Regions from separate parts of the Macaca mulatta genome. Here region 1 is linked to region 2. A link is a contact called in public Hi-C data. All regions are on one chromosome and are shown on one strand. Each heading gives the region's core, a stretch centred on a gene start, on an enhancer-like site or on the middle of the called end of the contact. The rest is flanking DNA. Distances are from core to core; before and after follow the strand shown.

Region 1 (2,700 bases), core at 111-2,610, 60 kb before region 2:
AGACGGAGTCTCGCTGTGTCTCCCAGGCTGGAGTGCAGTGGCGTGATCTCGGCTCACTGCAAGCTCCGCCTCCCGGGTTCATGCCATTCTCCCACCTCAGCCTCCCGAGTAGCTGAGACTACAGGCGCCCGCCACCACGCCCGGCTAGTTTTTTGTATTTTTAGTAGAGATGGGGTTTCACCGTGTTAGCCAGGATAGTCTCGATCTCCTGACCTCGTGATCCACCTGCCTCGGCCTCCCAAAGTGCTGGGATTACAGGCTTGAGCCACCGCGCCCGGCCGAAACCCACTGTTCTTATAAATGGAGAAAAATGTCCAAGCCCAGTGACTCACACCTATAATCCCAGCACTTTGGGAGGCCAAGGTGGGTGGATTGCTTGAGGTCAGCAGTTTGAGACCAGCCTGGCCAAAAATGCTAAAACCCTGTCTCTACCGAAAATACAAAAATTAGCTGGGCATGGTGGCAGGTGCCTGTAATCTATGCTACTCAAGAGGCTGAGGCAGGAGAATCACTTGAACCTGGGATTCAGAGGGTGCAGTGAGCTGAGATCATGCCATTGCACTCCACTCTGGGTGACAGAGTGAAACTGTGTCTCAAAAAAAAAAAAAAAAAAAAAAGAGAACTCCTTAAGAAGGTCTGAGTATATTCTGAAGCTATGTTCTTCTCTCTTCTTTGCTCCCTGAGGTCCAAATCAGTGTCACCTCTTTGCCTGAACGATTGCAACAGGTTTCCAAGTGGCCCCCTGCTCCCCTTCTTATCCTCTTACCCACCTCCATTCCCCATTCCCCATTCCAATCAGAGTACTTTTTTTTTTTTTTTTTTTTTAAAGACGGAATCTCTGTCGCCCAGGCTGGAGTGCAGTGGCGTGGTCTCGGCTCACTGCAACCTCTGCCTCCCAGGTTCAAGCAATTCTCCTGCCTCAGCCTCCTGAGTAGCTGAGATTACAGACGCCCGCCACCACGCCCGGCTAATTTTTTGTATTTTTAGTAGAGCCAGGGTTTCACCACGTTGGCCAGGCTGGTCTGGAACTGCTGACCTCGTGATCCACCCGCCTCGGTCTCCCAAAGTGCTGGGATTACAGGCGTGAGCCACCGCGCCCGGCCAACTATTTTATGCAATCAATATTTATTATTTGCCTACTACGTGCCAGGCACTGGTTGTAACTGTCATCTGATTGGACGATCCGTAAACGCTGCGGCTCAGCCTGTGCGGTTCACTTGTGTTCCTCCACGCGCCTCCGAGCACGCTGGGAAGCATACAGTAGGTGCTCTGCTCCGCTCCTGTGCCCCGCCCCGCGGCCCCTCCCCCGCTCCAGGAAGTGCGGGGGCTCCAGCCGCCCGGCCGGCCGCGATGCATTCTGGGGAAGGAGCAGCACCAAATCCAAGATGGCGGCCAGCAGGAGGCTGATGAAGGTAAAAGCCATTCTCTGGCCTCGGTCGGGCGTGGGGCGGCGTCCCAGGCTCCGGACCCCCGAGGCAGGCAGCGGCCTCTCAGGGCGCTGCCGTCTGGCCTCCTGCCCTACACGGCCTCGTCGGTTCCCTGGGCCGCGCGCAGGCTCAAGGAGCTAACGGGGCTGGCCTAGGCCGCAGCCTGGGCGGGAGCGCCAGGCCGCGCTGGGAGCCACTGTTGGCCCCTCAGCCCGGCCCGGGGCGTTCACGCCACCCTCCGCCCGGAGCGTGGCCGCGTCCCGCTGTCGCGGAGGCCGCGGTCCGACGCGAGGGCGTCGTTAATGTGAGAGCCCGGTTGGGAGGCTCCAAACTGAGCGCCTTCGGGGAAGGCCCGAGCGCCGGAGCCCCTGCCCGGAGCCCGTGCAGCGGAACCGCCCCGCCCTGGGCCTCAGCGAGCCGGGCTTGCAGCTCCGCTTGGCCCAGCCGCAGCTCGGAACTCTGGAAGGCTCGGGCTAGGAGAGCGGGGAGGAGGCCAGGCGGCCAAAGTTAGGTCAGTTTGTTGGTGGGTCGTTTGGAATTGCGCTGGGTCCTAGCAAACTGTCGCCTTGTGACTGCAGAGTCACACAGCGGGCAAGTTCCAACTCCAGGAAGGCCTGAGGTCGGCCCCCATCGCGGCGCGGTTCTCCTTCCCTCTCCTCCACTCAGTCATCTCGATCTCCCTTCCCTGATAAAGCAAAATGCCATTTTTTGGGGGGTAACGGTTGGTTTCAGTCGTTCGAATCAAAACGGGCCAAAGTTTATAATAATAACTTGGTACTTTGGATCTTGAATGCAGCAGGGTGCTTTCTTGCTACTTGGCACCTTTTAGTGAGGAACACATTAGCTAAATTGGCTTAGTTCTTTTGCCAGTGGATTTGCCAACGTCCTCCGGAGTCCCCTCCGCCAGCATCTGTGAGTCGGCGGCTGGCTAGTGCAGCCGGCCTGCAACGGGCCGGAAATTAAAAAAAGGCCCCGGAGCCGGTTTCCTGAGGGGAGATAAAGAGCTGGGGTTCGTTCTGGGCAGAGCAGTGTTTGGTAGAACTAGACATTGAACTTGGAGCCACAGTCTCTGAGCCCTCCCTGCCTCCCTGGGAACGTTTCCTTTCTTTTGTTCCCTAAGGGCTAGAGAGGACATTAACTTTATAAAACTGGAGTGGAAGTGGGCACAAAAGAAAACTCAGAGGACTTCTGACTTCTCATCTCTTAAGCTAGTGACACCACCATTCACCAGATAAGGGGTCGGTTAATGGCTTTCTTTCCTACCCTACTCCCA
Region 2 (2,881 bases), core at 294-2,793:
ACGCCATCCTGGGCAAGCCGGGTCCGCAGCGTGGGCGCGGTGAGGACGCGCAGCTCATGCAGCCGCTCCCAAGAGCAAGAGAAAGCGTCGGGGCCTTCACCGCAGCCGCCGGTGGGAGGCACACTGGGATAGCCGGGGTGCGCCATCAGCTCGGCTGTCAGCGTGTGGCCCGCTAGGGTACCTTCCAGGACCCGCGCCAGGGCCCCGGACACGCGGTGAGCGGACATGTGCCGGCCGCAAGTGCTCAGACCCACGAAGGCGTCTGTCCACCTGTAGTGGGCGGGGCATCAGCCGCGGGGCCAGGCCAGGCCATGACCAGGGCTAGGCTAGGGTAGGGTAGGATAGGGTAGGGACTGGGGGCGGGAGGGGGGAACTGGGGTGGCGGCAGCGATCGACGCCAGACTCGCTTCCGGGCTGAGAAACGGACACAGCTAGCCAGGTGAATAGTCAGTGCGGAGGGACTGAGGCAGCTATGGTAGGAGACAGGGCGGGAAGCCTCACCGGAGGCCGTGGCGGGAGAAGGGGCCCACGGCGGCCCGGGCGTCGCGCTCCACGGCGCAGGCGAAGGCGCGCGCGGGGGCCTCCAGCCAAGTGCAGCCACCCACACCGCGCTCCAGCGGCAGTCGCGTAAAGCGCACCCCATAGGCCTGCAGCGCCTCGGCGAACACCTGGCACACGCCTGCGGGCGGAGCGGGTCTAGGAGGAGCACGTCCCTTCACCTGGGGGCATCGAACTACCCCTACTTCCCCAGCCCCACCTGGGAGTAAACGCCCTCCAAACTGGGATCACCAACCACGCACCTGGGAGCACGTGCACGTGCTGGTGGCCATCCACGTGCGTGGGGGCCCTGCCCATCAGCTCCCGGAAGCAGCTTAGTTGGGCCTCGAGCTCCTCCCGCACCTAGAGGGCGAGCGAGAGACACCTTGAGCAACCGGGAGTAGCTGCCGAGGACACCCTCCTCGTGCTGCCGTGTGACCGCTCCAGTGTTTAAATGAAGAAGTCATCCACCGCCATCTCCTAATGACCTCACAGTACCCTCCGGGCGGAGCTCTGGGGGTCCTCGCGAGCATCCTCCTGCAGCTGCGGCTCCGCACCTGAGGCAAATCCACGTCTCCGGCCGCCACCGCCTCCCGGAATCCCATCTTGCCAAGGAAGAAGCCTTCGGGGCCGAGCAGCGACGAGGCGCCACGGCGGGCCGGACCCACTGGGCGGCCCTCGGACAGGTTGGCGTGGAGGCCCGTGGGGATGCTGTGCCTGAGGGCGGAGCGCGAGCTGGAGCACTGGCGGCCGCGGAGCAGCGCGCCCCAAGCCGATCGCCGCCCTGCTAGGGCCCTCCCCTCACCTGCGGGCTAGCTCCGCCGCGCTCTCCGTGGCCGCACCGTTGACCAGCAGGGACACGCTGGTCACGGCCCCGGCCAGAAAGGCCTCCACGATGCCCTCATCGCGTCGCGGGCAGTAACCAAAGTCGTCCGCGGTGACCACCAGGCGCACGCGAGGGCGGGACATGGCCGCCTGGGCCCACCGCTAGCGCTCCCAGGGGAGTGGGCCGGACAGCCCAGGCCCCGCCCCTGGACGCTGCCCATGCCCCGCCCCGACGCACACTCCCAGGTGCGGCTGCGCTTCGCCTTTGTTCTCGCCACCTAGCGGTCCGGCGTGCCCCTGCAAGGACCCGGCAACAGCTCCCGCGCTAACCAGACCAGTGCTGGATTCATTGCAATGCGGAACTTTCCTTGACTGCAAAAGTGATATTTAATATGAAAAATACCAAAAGGAAGTCGGGCGCAGTGGCTCACGCCTGTAATCCCAACACTTTGGGAGGCCGAGGCGGGTGGATCACGAGGTCAGGAGTTCAAGACCAACCTGGCCAACATGGGCAAACCCCGTCTCTACTCAAAATACAAAAATTAGCCGGGAGTGGTAGCACGCGCCTGTAATTCCAGCTACTCGGGAGGCTGAGGCAGGAGAAATGCTTGAACCCGGAAGGCGGAGGTTGTGGAGAGCCGAGATCACATGACTGCACTCTAGCATGGACGATAGAGCGAGACTCTATCTCAAAAAAAAAAAAAAAAAAGAAAGAAAGAAAGAAAAAAAGAAAAAGGAAAAATACCAAAAAAGAAAAAAAAAAAATCTCCTACCCTTCCCAGAGATTGCCATTGTAAACTTTCTGGGTTGTGTCCTTCCAGTGTTTTCTCTAAGCAAATAAACACACCCAACTCCCTTTCTCCCCAACCCACCTTTTTTGTGTGTTGTTTTGAGAACATAAAGATGATTACACCAATGTTATCACATTCTAGTAGTTTCTTAGATAGCAGTGTGAATGAAAATTTTCATATTATTAGCTATTCTTATTCTTTTTCAAATTGCCTATTGATCTTTTGCAGATTTTTATAAGAGCAGGCATTTTCTTTATTTATTTATTTATTTTTTCTTGAGCTCTAGACACTAAGAAAATGAAAGCAAGCATATACACTAATGGGTTTTTTTGAGAAAACATTATCTCCTGTTTCCATCTTGAGCTCTCTGCCAGGCTACAGCTTTTACATTAATAACTTCACTGTTTTTCTCTTTGGTCCAGAAAAGCTTTCCTTACCCATGACTGTATATGGTAGGCAGCCACAGTTTTCACTGCAACGTGGCAGTCTTGATTTTTCCCATGGTATTTGTGTCCAGACTATGAAATTGGTAATGTCATTCCTGTTTCACAGATTAGGAAACGGGGGGTCAGAGAGCGAAAGTGTGGTCCTGCCAGGAGTAGTGGAGATAAGACTGAACCTCACAGCTCAGGGCCTGCACCCAGACCTGCTTTGTCCTCTCTGTCCCTGACCTAGTGGGTAGCCAGAGCTGAGAGGACAGAGCAGAACTCGAGAGTAACAATATTTCA

Evidence for each region. Hi-C and Micro-C count contacts between places; a contact is called where the count stands out from the background.
Region 1: a Hi-C map of liver shows a contact between it and region 2, with 2.3 times the contacts expected there. The contact joins the promoter of UBE2L3 here to the promoter of YDJC in region 2. A contact is called at or near these places in 3 of 14 Hi-C or Micro-C datasets (blood, fetal cortex germinal zone and liver).

The regions. Positions count from the first base shown.
Region 1 is chr10:31,425,957-31,428,656 of T2T-MMU8v2.0, reverse strand. It overlaps UBE2L3 (ubiquitin conjugating enzyme E2 L3), which reads left to right and starts at 1,360. Exons shown (of 4, transcript NM_001193593.1): 1 at 1,360-1,412. The coding sequence starts at 1,386.
Region 2 is chr10:31,366,122-31,369,002 of T2T-MMU8v2.0, reverse strand. YDJC (YdjC chitooligosaccharide deacetylase homolog) reads right to left here and starts at 1,543. Exons shown (of 4, transcript XM_077950746.1): 1 at 1,343-1,543; 2 at 1,095-1,254; 3 at 801-900; 4 at 1-270. The coding sequence starts at 1,506. The coding sequence ends at 245.